Regions from separate parts of the Hordeum vulgare genome. Here region 1 is linked to region 2. Evidence: chromatin contacts called from public Hi-C data. All regions are on one chromosome and are shown on one strand. Each heading gives the region's core, a stretch centred on a gene start, on an enhancer-like site or on the middle of the called end of the contact. The rest is flanking DNA. Distances are from core to core; before and after follow the strand shown. Region 1 holds the start of LOC123449000 (THO complex subunit 4A-like). Region 2 holds the start of LOC123448999 (probable ADP-ribosylation factor GTPase-activating protein AGD6).

What was found. Hi-C and Micro-C count contacts between places; a contact is called where the count stands out from the background.
Region 1: a contact with region 2 is called in a Hi-C map of seedling, with 6 times the contacts expected there. The contact joins the promoter of LOC123449000 here to the promoter of LOC123448999 in region 2. A contact is called at or near these places in 4 of 6 Hi-C or Micro-C datasets (leaf and seedling) and 1 of 1 datasets of contacts at active chromatin or transcription factors (embryo).

Annotation. Positions count from the first base shown.
Region 1 is chr4H:469,614,360-469,620,774 of MorexV3_pseudomolecules_assembly, forward strand. LOC123449000 (THO complex subunit 4A-like) reads left to right here and starts at 4,391. Exons shown (of 5, transcript XM_045126060.1): 1 at 4,391-4,748; 2 at 4,876-5,019; 3 at 5,565-5,633; 4 at 5,713-5,891; 5 at 6,400-6,415. The coding sequence starts at 4,527.
Region 2 is chr4H:469,276,268-469,282,706 of MorexV3_pseudomolecules_assembly, forward strand. LOC123448999 (probable ADP-ribosylation factor GTPase-activating protein AGD6) reads left to right here and starts at 4,125. Exons shown (of 3, transcript XM_045126059.1): 1 at 4,125-5,142; 2 at 5,813-5,902; 3 at 6,369-6,439. The coding sequence starts at 4,330. LOC123446641 (polyadenylate-binding protein 4-like) reads right to left here and starts at 3,773. Exons shown (of 10, transcript XM_045123209.1): 1 at 3,402-3,773; 2 at 1,976-2,094; 3 at 1,693-1,886; 4 at 1,320-1,576; 5 at 1,120-1,226; 6 at 843-1,032; 7 at 466-752; 8 at 253-384. The coding sequence starts at 3,690.

The DNA of each region.
Region 1 (6,415 bases), core at 3,141-5,640, 340 kb after region 2:
GCATAAGGTAATGTATTCTAACTTCTCCATTGCTTATACCCCCGATACAATCCATAGTATGATCAAAAGAAGCAAACTATGCAAGCAAAAAACAAAAAATGTCTAAAACGGAACGATCTATAATGATCAACACTAAAACTACAATACTGTAACTCCAAAAATTCTAAAAAATTAGGACAAAATGGCGAATTTGTATATCAATGCTATGTAACAAATTCAGTTAAAAAAGACGTTCCAGCAAAATCACATAAATTCTGCACTAGACATAAAAGTTTATGTTTTTGCACGGGATCAAATCTACTTAGTATCCAAATCATCCCAAAGGCTTTATTTGGCACAAACACTAATTAAAACATAAAGCACAATAATTACAGTAGTAGTAATCATGTGAACACAAAATAACAGGAAGTACAACACAAAAAATAAGATAACTATTGGGTTGCCTTCCAACAAGCGCTATCGTTTTACACCCCTATCTAGGCATAATGCATAGTATCAAGTGGTTTCGTCCTTAGTTGCAAGTGATCTATTTCCCATCACAATCCTGCCCTCTTTTACAGTATTAATTGTACAGAAATAATTTGCTACCCATGGTGGTAGCTACATATGGCCCCAAATTTTATCTCTAATTAATTTGATAAATTATTTTGAAATATGAAAAGTAACTCTATAGCAAAAATATCGTAGTTTTGGACCTGAGAGGCAAGCAAACATGCAATTATGCCAAAAAGACAAGGAAAAAGAACAAAAGAAGTGAGAAACACCCTTTCTACACAGTGAAAAGACACTTGTGTCAAAAAGGTAACAAAAATGACAAATAAATGTGAAAAAGGTCATTCATATACAACAAAAATGCACTTGTGCCAATGCCATAGAAACCCGACACCTCGTATATCTAAGAAGGCACTTATACCAAAGGGTGTGTAGCTACCACCATGCATAGGAAATCGCCTATCATTAACTATATGACTACATTGGTCAGGTTTGGCGTTGAGAAGTTTCATTTCACCTTCCAAAACACAGATAGCAACAACCTTTTGTTCTAAAGTATTAAATCTCCTATTGTGTGACACTATGTTTCCATTGATTTTAGTAGAGAAGTCGAATAAACCTCCAAAGTTGGTGTCCATAGGAGCCTTAGTTTTTTTATTAGCTCAGTTTGACGGTTGTAGGATCGAAAGTATGTCTAGAGGGGGGTGATTAGACTACTTGATAAGATATTTTTTTTCCTTTTCCGAACTTTACTTGAGGGGCAGCTACGACAGTTATAATAGGTCAAGTACACCCTACACATGCAGTTCTAATAGTATAGCGGCGGAAAGTAAAACATGCAAGTGTAAAGTAGAGGAGTAAGGTATGGAGATCAAACACATGAGGTTGACATGGCGATTTTTGGCATGGTTTCGATAGGTGGCGCTATCGTACGTCCATGTTAGTGGAGACTTCAACCCACTGAGGATAACGGATACGAGAGTCCACACAGGGCTCCAACCACAAGGGGTCCACAAAGAAGCGGCCTTGTCTATTCCACCACGACTTCCGTCCACACAGGACTAGCCTCGCTCACGGTAGATCTTCATGAAGTAGGAAATCTCCTTGCCCTACAAACATCTCGGTTCAACTCCACAACACAGTAGGAGGCTTCCAATCGACACCTAACCAACCTAGGAGGCACCACCCTCCAAAAGGTAATAGATGTGGTAGATCAATGAACTCATTGCTCTTGTGCTTCTATAGATAGTCTCCTCAACATAAATCACTCTCTCGCAGAATATGCATGGGTAGGAGAGGTTGATTTGGTGGAAAGGAGTTTGCGGAGGCTAGAGATCAAATTTCAAAGGATTGGATTGAAATATCTTGGTCTCAACACATGAGTAGGTGGTTCTCTCTCAGAAAATGGATATGGAAATGAAGTGTGTGTTCTGAGTGCTTCTCCCATGAATGAGAGGTGGGTGAAGGGGTATATATAGGCAATAGCCAAAATCCAACCGTTACACACAAAGGTGCAAACTAAGTGACACCGAAGTGGACAACTCGGTGGTACCGGCTAGTACTAAAAATGTGATTTTTTTATCTCGGTGGCACGGAAAAGGTGACTAATGGTCAAATGACCAAACGCGGTGGCACCGATACTCAAACTCAAAAATTCCGATTTTGTGTATCTTGGCAACAGAATGTTGGTCACACTGAACTCGGTAGCATCGATGCAGTTTCGGTTGCACCGATTTGGTGGAATGACTAAGGTTCTGTCTGAGGTTCAAACTCGGTGGGTCCGAAGTGGAAATGTTGGTTACACCGAATTTGTGATTGTGGAACTTGACAGAGTGGATATGTGAGAAAAATGACTGAGTGTTTTGGTGGCTAACTTGAGCATTTGAGCAATCAGTTCATTTTACTACCTCACCCTCTTTTAATAGTATTGGCTTTTCTATGGACTCAAATGTGATTTTTCACAAATATAAATTTAAGAGTCTTATAGCTTGAAGATTGAGCCAATATTGTTCCTTTCATGTATCCAGGGGTATCTCCACATAAACCTTAAGCCATAGCATCTTTTGAACTTTTCTAAAATATACTTGGAAAACACATTAGTCCAATGATGCATATGTTGCGATCAATTATCAAAACCACCATAGGGAGCAATTGTGCTTTCAATTTCCCCATTTTTGGTAATTGATGACAACATATACATCAAAGTTTCGACAAAAGATATAATCAATGATTAGCATTGAAGCTTTGAAAAGTATGTGAAAAGCAAGAGCTCCCCCTAAATTTGTGCTTTATTTAAAATTTGCGTTTGAATGAAAATGTACAATCGATTAGGATCATGGGTTACTCTTCGATGTCACATACATATTGGTGGTGCGTAAAAGTAAAAGTAATGCACATGACACCAACAAGATAAGTGAGTGATCATCACAAGGATATCTAAAAGATGATATAGTAGTATCACACAGGATAAAGCGTATGATCAACCACATAGACAGAATAAAGTCATCCAAAGAACAAAGTTTTTAAAACCAAACAAGAGAAAATAAAGTCAAAAGCTCTCTCTCACACGAAGTCTATGATCTATATATTTCTCCCTTTTGGCAACAAGTTATCAAAAAGTTAAAAAGTATAGAACTACTCGTTTCTCTGGGCAGCTGATGATGGAGTCGATAGAACAACGTCGACGAAGGCTTCTGCTGATGTCCCTGGAGTTGGAGGAGTTGATACTGAAGGAGCGTGAGCTGGAGCTGGTGCTGAAGGTGGCGAAGCTTGTGCTAAAGATGATTGTCTTGTCTCCGGAGCAGGAACAACAACTGACCAAGGCTGGGTGCTGAACCTAGTGGTAGTGGGAGGATGAGACTCATCGTCGTCATCATCATCATCTTCATCTTCATCCTCTGAGCGTGGAATCTTTACAGAGTCAACTTCATGTTGAAGTTGTCTGACAATGGTGGTCAACTCAGTTACCTTCAAATCCATGTTGTGGAATTTGTCTCCACAACTCTCTCAAAACTCTTCTGATTTTGCATAATCTCCTGAATGTTCTTCTCCATGCCTTGGACAATGCTCACTAGAAAAGCATTTGGTCAGCTTGAGTTCTGAGCTGTGGAATTGGAGGTGACCTATTTCTAGCAGTTTCAGCCTTTGTTGTCTCTGCTGCCATTCATGCTGTAGCTGAGTTAGGACCATTGTTATCCATCACAACCTTATTGTCCTCAAATTTAGGTTGAAGAGGTAGATGGAGACGATCAAGTTAATATGCATGCTTGCCTAGCTTGACATTGATGAGCATCTGAATATAAGGTGCATATCTACAAGATCTCTTCTGATACGCAATAGTCTTTTGGATAGTCTGAACTATCAAGTCCATCACTCGAAATTTGGTATGAGTATCAAGTAGGTGTAGCAGGTTGATTAAATATCCTCTGATCATTTTCTCATCTCCTCACTTAGGCAAAACTGCTGAGCAGAGTACAACTCGAAGAAGGCAATCAGAAGACAATATCACAATTCGGACAATTCGTTTTTTTTAATGTTGAAATTGTAGTAGTTCCCATTGGTTTTCCCCGCACAGCAAAGAGTTCCCTGAGTCTTGAGCAGAACAATTTTTTTATTTTAACGAACATAGTTCTGCTTTTCCCCGCAAAAACGAACAAACATAGTTCTGCTTTTCCCCGAAAAAACAAACAAACATAGTTCTGCTTTTAAACTGGTTTGGCATAAAACGGAATTTGTAGGAAGGAAGAACGGCCCCGATCCGCGAAGTCCCGAACCGACCCAGCCAAACAATCCCCATCGCGCCCGCGTGGGTCGTGACTCGTGCGCCCCCACCCCACCTCCACCACGCGTTCTCCCTACGCGTCTCCCCCTACTATTTTATCGCGCCCGCCTCCCGCAAAAATATCTCCCAAATTCCCCAACACCCCACGACTTGGTAACCCTATTCAACTTCCCCATCAATTCGATTCCCCATCGCCGAGCTCCCCCCTCCCAACCCTAGCGCCAGATCCGCCCGCCCCCGCGCGCGCGAAGCCATGGCGGAGACCATCGACATGTCGCTCGACGACATCATCAAGAACAACAAGAAGGGCAACTCCTCCTCCGGCGGGGGCGGCCGCCGCCTCGAGGGCCGCCGTGGATCTGCCGCTGGCGGCAGCGGCGCGGCCTCCGCCGCCTCCGCTGTCGGAGGCGTCGGCCCCAACAGGCGCGCCTTCAAGAGGTCGGGGAACAGGGCGGCGCCCTACCAGCCGCCGAAGGTACGAACGAATCGCACGGGCTACTAGGCTTTGCGCCGTCGGCGAAGGGGATCGATGGACTTCCGTTTTCGCCGAGGCGCGGGAGGATGATCCGGTGGTTTTCTCACTCTGGTGTGACGCGATCCAGGCCCCGGAATCGGCGTGGCAGCACGACATGTACTCGGACGCCTCTGCCAGAGGCGGCGGCGGCGGGAGGGTCTCGGCTATCGAGACCGGCACCAAGCTCTTCATCACCAATTTGGACTTCGGCGTCTCGACCGAGGACCTCAAGGTATATACGTCGCCGGATCTACATGTCGAGTCGTTGCTCTCATACTCATGTAGTTATTCGGTTGCTTCTGAGTAGTTGGTCCCCGACGATCTCATATAGTTTATTTCTAGATCTGGCATAGGCCAGTACTATAGCTGTAATTTGGTCGTGCTGGTAGCCTCGCGTTGTTGTAGTGGACCGAGCTAATCTTTTCTGAATTTTCTTAGCTTGCTTATTAGGTGAATAGGACTTGGTTTAGTTTTCAATTATAGTTCTTAGCTTATTCCAAATGGTGTGGCCTCTTTGGAGGTGTGGTTATGTTCTCATTTGCGCTGCTGTAATCTTGATTTGATATGTTTAATTGATGATGTGGATTTCTTTGTGTGCATATCTTATTGCTTACTTCGTAAGTTCACAAAGCTGCTCACATGGGGTTCTTTTCTTGTTATGGTTTCTCAGTTTGTATAGTTTACTTAAACATTGATATCGTTCTCCATAGAATGCTCTTGCTGTTTCCTGTTCATAGGGTACTCTTCCTGAGTTATTTTTTTCTTTCAATGGTTCAGGAGCTTTTCTCCGAGCTGGGTGATCTGAAGCGATGCTCGATTAACTTTGACCGAAGTGGGCGGTCTAAGGTACGTGATTCCGTCTTATGTTTTTCTTTGTTCCATGTGTGGGTTCTGTGCGATGCCTGACAGTACTTGTGTGTTGCAGGGAACAGCTGAAGTTATATTTGCAAGGCGTGGTGATGCTGTTGCAGCGATAAAGAAATATAACAATGTCCAACTTGATGGCAAGCCTATGAAAATAGAGATACTTGGGACTAACACTCCTACAGCTCCAGCTGCACTACCAACCAATAATGGAAGCTATGCTAGGAATGTTGCTAAGAGGTATGTTAGATTTGACGCTTTATTTATTTGTGGATTCAATCCACAGCAATTCAAACATCTAAATTTGCCTGTTTGCTAGAATTAGTCATAAACTCCTATGTGATATTAAATTTTGTGGATGGTGATAATACAATTGTTTGCTGTAATTGCTATGATATATAGCAGAAGTGTTCCATTGCACTATGACCAAGAGACTTGTCCATCAGTTTGTTAGGCAAGTGCGATCCCCAATATTTCAGGAGACATTATTAAACAGTAGGTGCTCTCCGTGTTGCAATGGCACCACATTAAGTTTGTTCTTAGTTGTAGGGGTATTAGCAGAAGTGATTGAATTATGAATTTCAGTTTCAAGAATTCATCTTTGTCTAACTAGTTAGCCGGTTAGGTTATCAAGCATATTAATCATGTTCTACCATTTTCCTGAATGATTATAGGTGTACCTTTTATTGCTTTTGTCTGTCAGTTATAGTTTTTCCCACCTTACCGTACACCACTTTGTTTGTTACAGTGCACCAAGGGGTGTC
Region 2 (6,439 bases), core at 2,875-5,374:
AGTTGTTGTTATGCTCATATATTTCTTTTAAAATCTTGACTGCCGTCATCTCTCAGTTTTACTTAGATACTTGAAATTATACACATGTGTTTGTCTCAAAAAGTATGTTCACACTATATAGTTTTGCTGAATTATACTGTTAGCCTAACCACAATTTAAATAGGGACTAAAAGTGAAACATTTGTATTCTTCATAAAAAACAGTTTAAAATACATTAATATTAGATATAAGAAAATGAAGTGATAATCATACCTGCCGGGACATGGACATGAAATCTTTAGCTGCCTGAGGGTGTGACACATAGTTAACAGCGTGGGGAAATGTCATCATATTCCCAGTCATGCGCCCCCTGTTATTTCTGTACTGCCTTGGAGTATTTGGCATCTATGCACAAAATTAAACAAATTTTAAGTAAGTTTTTGCACTTAAAGAAAGAAATTTGAGTAGAACAAGTCAATGACATACGAGTGGTGCATGAATTTGCTGGATACTATGAGGCGAAGGGTACACATTCTGCCTCCATTCTTGTCCGAGCCCAATGGGTGGATACATGAATCCTTGCCTTGAAGGACCCTGAGGAAAGTGTGTACTGGGATGTGCAAAGTACACATGAGGATAACCTGTGGGGATCACAGGGCTTGCAGTTCCCGCCATCGTAGCAAGTTCAGCAAATCGTTGCTCCAGCCTAGCTTTTCTGTCCTCTTTCCTTTGAGCAATAGCAACATACAATGGTTTGCCATAAAACATGACACCTGTTTATTTCAAACAAAACAAAACATTCTCAGTATCGTGATATCAATGTATAACGGTGACAAGTCAGTGCAAAATAAATAAAGGATTACCACGCATGCTGCTTACGGCACACTTTGCTTCATCGGGTGTGCTGTAACATACAAATCCGAATCCTTTGCTAATGCCCTTGTCATCACGCATAATCTTTACTGATGTAATGTTTCCAAATTCAGCAAAGCGCTCGCGAAGAGTGTCATCATCAACTTCATCACTAATATTTTTGATATACACATTGGACCCCTGTCAGGATTAAATACACATTTGTAAATGAAAGATGTGAATGCATATACGTGAATATACAAAAAGAAAGAGAATGATGGAACTTGCATTGCTCTTAGTGATTATTTCATTCCGCTTTTCCTCATGTAAGAGCTGCAAATATTGCTTTCTTTCAGCCTTTTTTTGAGCTCTTGCCACGTACAAAGTTTTCGCTCCTAATAAAAAAAAATAAGATTAACATTGTTAAGCAAAAATGCATGGACCAATAGAAATTATTTGTGAAATGAAATGCATTGCAGTAATATTACCCAGAGCGATCCCATTCAAGGCCTCTTTTGCTTTCTTGGCACTTTCTGGGTTTTTGAAACTAGCGAACCCAAAACCCTTGGATGTCCCGTCATCTCTTTTCATTATTTTCACGCTAGTTACTTGACCATACTGAGAGAACTTCAATTTAATAAGTTCTTCAGTCATGTCATCATCTATATTCTTCATATACAAGTTAGTGTACTTGTCATCGTTATTGGCTGATCGTTCACTCTTCTTAACGAAATGAGCAACAAGCCTACACAAGATTGATCATTATAAAACAAAACCATTTAAGTAGCAATGTTTAAAATAAAAAAAAGACAAAATCAAATTAAGTCATGTAATAGTTGTATTTGAGAAACAGTAACTTACAATTCTCTTCCCTCAAAGTAAGAATTGTTGAGGGTCTCTATTGCCAAGTCTGCTGGCTCTTGTGCTGCAAACTGAACAAACCCATACCCTCTACTTGTGCCATCCTCATTTCTAACAACTTTACAAGATAATATCTCCCCAAACTTGGAGAACAGATCTTGGAGCAATATATTGTCAACGTGATCACCAAAATTCTGTCAAGCAATACCATATTGTGTTAGTACTTGCATATGGCAATACAAAGTGAGAAATATTAACATGGAGAACATATTTATCCTTTTACCTTAACAAACACATTTCCAACACCACTCCTCCTGGCATCGGGATCACGATTAGACCACATTACTCTAATTGGCTTGTCCAGTATAAGGCTATGATTCATCTGCTCCAAAGCAATCGTTGCTGTCAACAGTTAAAAAACAAGTCAAAGGCCAATCAATTACCCCTCCATAAACAAAACTAGTTTGTGCAAAGGCCATTTGTTGAACAACGAAATCAATGATAAGAAAATGAAGAAAAGAGAGAACGAAGAAATAGGAAAGTAGACTAGTCGTTTATAAAACATACATGTACCTTCAATATATATTTAAAAAGGAGTAACATTACACAACAAGCTTAGGCAAAACTGAAGAGAGTCGCAACAAGACAGCGGAAGTCAACTTATTCATTCACATTCCCATGGAACGGGCATTAATTTAAGAAGTAGAAGTTGTGCGATTGTTAAGCAGTATACAAAGAAGGGAGTACGACAAAGTTTCCCTAAATTATTATTTATACCTTCTTCAGTGGAAATAGAACTCAAATTTATATACTGAATAGCAATCTTTCGATCCACATCACAGTATATCACCATGAATCGTACTAGAGAGACCACTCTTAAAACGATCAAGATACATGTGCAGTGTGGGCATACTGAACAAAGATATGGACAATTTTATTAATAATACTTGATGTATGTTGCGGGAGTGCCACATACACACACAAACGAACTGGTTTCTCACATAGCACCACAACCAAGCCTCAAAGCATAAAAGGAATAATAGGTAAACCATTGTTTCCTAGCTAACACTAGTGAAATCTCTAATTTTGCAAGTGATGCAAATTCATGCTCCTCAAAACATCAAACACATGTAAAAAGGATGCGTGGTAAACCCAAATATGGTTAGTTTTCTTTATGATATATAAGATCTCTCTCTCTCTCTCACACACACACACAAAACACACAATCCATACATGGTAAAAATTAAAAGATTAACAATTAGATTGCTTGCGGCATATAAGCTCAAGATTAAGCACCGCATGACAGTTATGTGATGGGTGCACTAGTTGCATGCTGATGGCTATCACAACAAAAGTGCAACGATCCAAAAAATGGATGCCAACGACAAGCATAGCTTGTTCAAACGCCATGCAAAGATGTCCTCCTATTATTATTAAACATAGCTACTTCAATGCCATGCAAAGATGTTTGGTAAATAATTAAACAAAACATGCCTATTCTGATCAAATCCATGAAATAAAATCGCAATAAATGAATAAAAACAAGGGGCAAACATGTCGCGGTGAATTGCTATCAAGCACTAATCCTATGAAGCGGATTGAGGAGAATCGAAATTGAAGATACATAAGCAGTAGCACACGGCTACATTGTATCATAGAAAAGGAAGGGATAAAAAACGAAACGAGATGGATGAAGACGGTGTGTGTACCATCGGCTTGGGAGAAATAGTTTACATAGCCGTATCTGAGTGACCGGCTGGTGGCGTTGTCGCGGCAGACCCGCACCGAAGTGACGGCACCGACCTTGCTGAAGGCGTCGAAGATATGCTCCTCCTGTGCGTTCTCGTGCAGATCGCCCACGTAGAGCGCGGGCACCGTGGCGTTGGTCCCCGCCGCGGCCGCAGCCGGCGCCGCCTGATCCTCGCTCACCGCGGCCATGGCGGGCGCGGGCGTCTCCTCCGTGGTCGGCATCTCCACCGCCTCCGGCGCCGCCGCCATGATCGATGGATCGATCGGTGGCCCGGGCGTACTGCTAGGGCAGGGCTATCGAGTCTCCTCCTAACTCGTACGCAATGCCGGGAAACGCAAACGACGGGTCAAAAAACCGCGAGGCTTTGGGAGAGGTCGGTTTTTGTTCTCCCGAGCGACGGCCCCGCGTGCGTTTCGGCCCGTCCCGACCCCAAACCGCCCGGGTGGCCGCCCGCCTCTACCGCGTGCAGCGCCCGCCCACCCGCCCGACCCCTAACTCGACCCGACTCGGCTACGAGTAGGACTCCTGACTCGTGATAGCTTCAGTTTCCTCGCCTCTCCCGTCCCGTCCCGTGCTGCTGCGCTGTGGGCCCGGGCTGTCGGCGTCGCGGGCTGTTCGGTTCGGCCGTTCGGCCGCGCCTACCAGGAGGAGTCCCCGCCCTGCCCTCCCGCCGCGGGGAGGAATTACCGGCCTGCCATCGGCGCGGCCCCGGCGCGCCCAGGGGCAAAGGCGTCCACCGCACGGTATTTGACCTCCCCCTCTCGCTCGCTCGCTCGCTCCGCGTTCCGTGTCGGCGAGCCCTCCTCCACCACCTCCTTCCACCCCTCGTCCCGCGGCCACCAACCGAGCCCGATCCCGGATCCGGCGCCGCAGATCCGGACCCGGCGATGGCGTCCACGGCGGCGAGGCGGCTCAGGGAGCTGCAGGGGCAGCCGGGGAACAAGACGTGCGTCGACTGCGCGCAGAGGAACCCACAGTGGGCCAGCGTCTCCTACGGCGTCTTCATGTGCCTCGAGTGCTCCGGCAAGCACCGGGGCCTCGGCGTGCACATCAGCTTCGTCCGCTCCGTCACCATGGACTCCTGGACCGAGCCGCAGCTCCGCAAGATGGAGGCCGGGGGCAACGACCGCCTCAACGCCTTCCTCGCCGCGCGGGGCGTGCCCAAGGAGACGCCCCACATCCCCAAGTACAACTCCAACGCCGCCGCCGCATACCGCGACCGCATCATCGCCCTCGCCGAGGGCCGCGCCTGGACCGACCCGCCCGTCGTTAAGGAGACGCCCGGATCTGCCGCGCCCGCCCCCGCCAGGAGGCCGCCCTTGCCCGCCGGAGGAGGGAGCGGAGGCGGTGTCGGAGGCGGCGGCGGCGGTGGATGGGACGATTGGGACGACGAGGTCCGTCCCGATATGCGGAGGAACCAGTCGGCCGGATCATTTGCTGGCGCTGGGGCGGATTCGGGGAGACAGCCCACGAGGTCCAAGTCCACCCAGGACATGTACACGAAGCAGGAGTTGGAGGCGTCGGCGGCCAGCAAGGAGGATTTTTTCGCTAGGAGGATGGCGGAGAACGAGTCCAAGCCTCAAGGGATCCCTCCCTCTCAGGGCGGCAAGTACGTCGGCTTCGGATCCACCCCGCCGCCGTCGGCGAATAGGAACAGCAACGGTGCTGCCCAGGGCGATGTCATGCAGGTCGTTTCTCAGGTAAATGAAACATATTATTCTTCTTTATGCTATCAACTACCCAATATATACCTGCAAACATACCACTTCCATGGAGTATAGTTTTGTGGTTAGAATCAACAAATTTGAAAACATTTCCCCAATACCTGCAATAGTTTTGAAAGAGTATGAAAGGCTATTTCATAAAATTCATAAAAATGGTTTCTTGGGGGGATCCTATTACAGCAAGTCATGAATGGCTATATTGTCACCGCTGTTAACTACGCATCACGTATTGTCCCCGTTAGAGTGCTCGGACATCCATCTTATATACTTCATTGGATTTGTGAACACCCCCTCACAATCACATGTAGTTAAAGTGCCCCTTCTAGCGTGTCTAAACTAAGCTGTGCAGATTGACATAGCTGTGGCCTGTGGGATCGCCTTTTGTAGCCTGATCCTGATCATCATTGAATTCTCGTTGTAGACTTAATATGGTTATTATTGTACCCCAGCAGCACTTCTATATTAGCAAAGTACATCTGCAATCATCATTGGTTACTTGGGGTTATATTGTGTTTGGTGCCAAGCTTGAGATGTCATAGTTGGGTAATGTGCATATATGGTTAGACAGTCGTGTCATAATTGGACATTGTTTTGATTTCTACTTTAATCTCATGAGTATACGTTCCTTACCATTTTACCTTTTCAGGGATTTGGACGCCTTTCGCTTGTTGCGGCATCTGCTGCCCAATCTGCTGCTACTGTTGTCCAAGTTGGCACAAAAGAGATTCAATCAAAGGTACCTTCAATGCTTTGCCTGATTTGTGATATGCAAGAGTTGAATTTCCATAGTCTAGTTGATCATGAAAAATGCTCTTTATTCACTGTGTTTACCCGGTGTCATGATTAAATCTTGTAAAACTCACCTGAATACTAATATGATAGGGAGGTGTCCTCCAAGCTAAGGTTTGACATTGTAATAACTATGAACTGTCTTCTCTGTTTGGAGCAGTCTTAACTCAAGAATATTATTCTCTTCATATTTATTTCTACCGCACCTGAAGTTCAGTACCTTCTTGTCTTATTTCACACTTCCAAACATGACTAGACAATGAATAAACATATCTTGTCATAATCCTTATCTCAGTGGGAAACAATTACTAGGTGATATAGTGCATGCTGAATTTTAGATTATTTGTCAGTGTTCCTTATTCTCATGTTACATCGTGATCTGTCTTTAAGAATGGTGCTTGTCTGGAATGCAGATGAGAGAAGGGGGTTATGATCAGAAGGTGAACGAAACTGTGAATGTTGTTACCAATAAAACTGCAGAGAT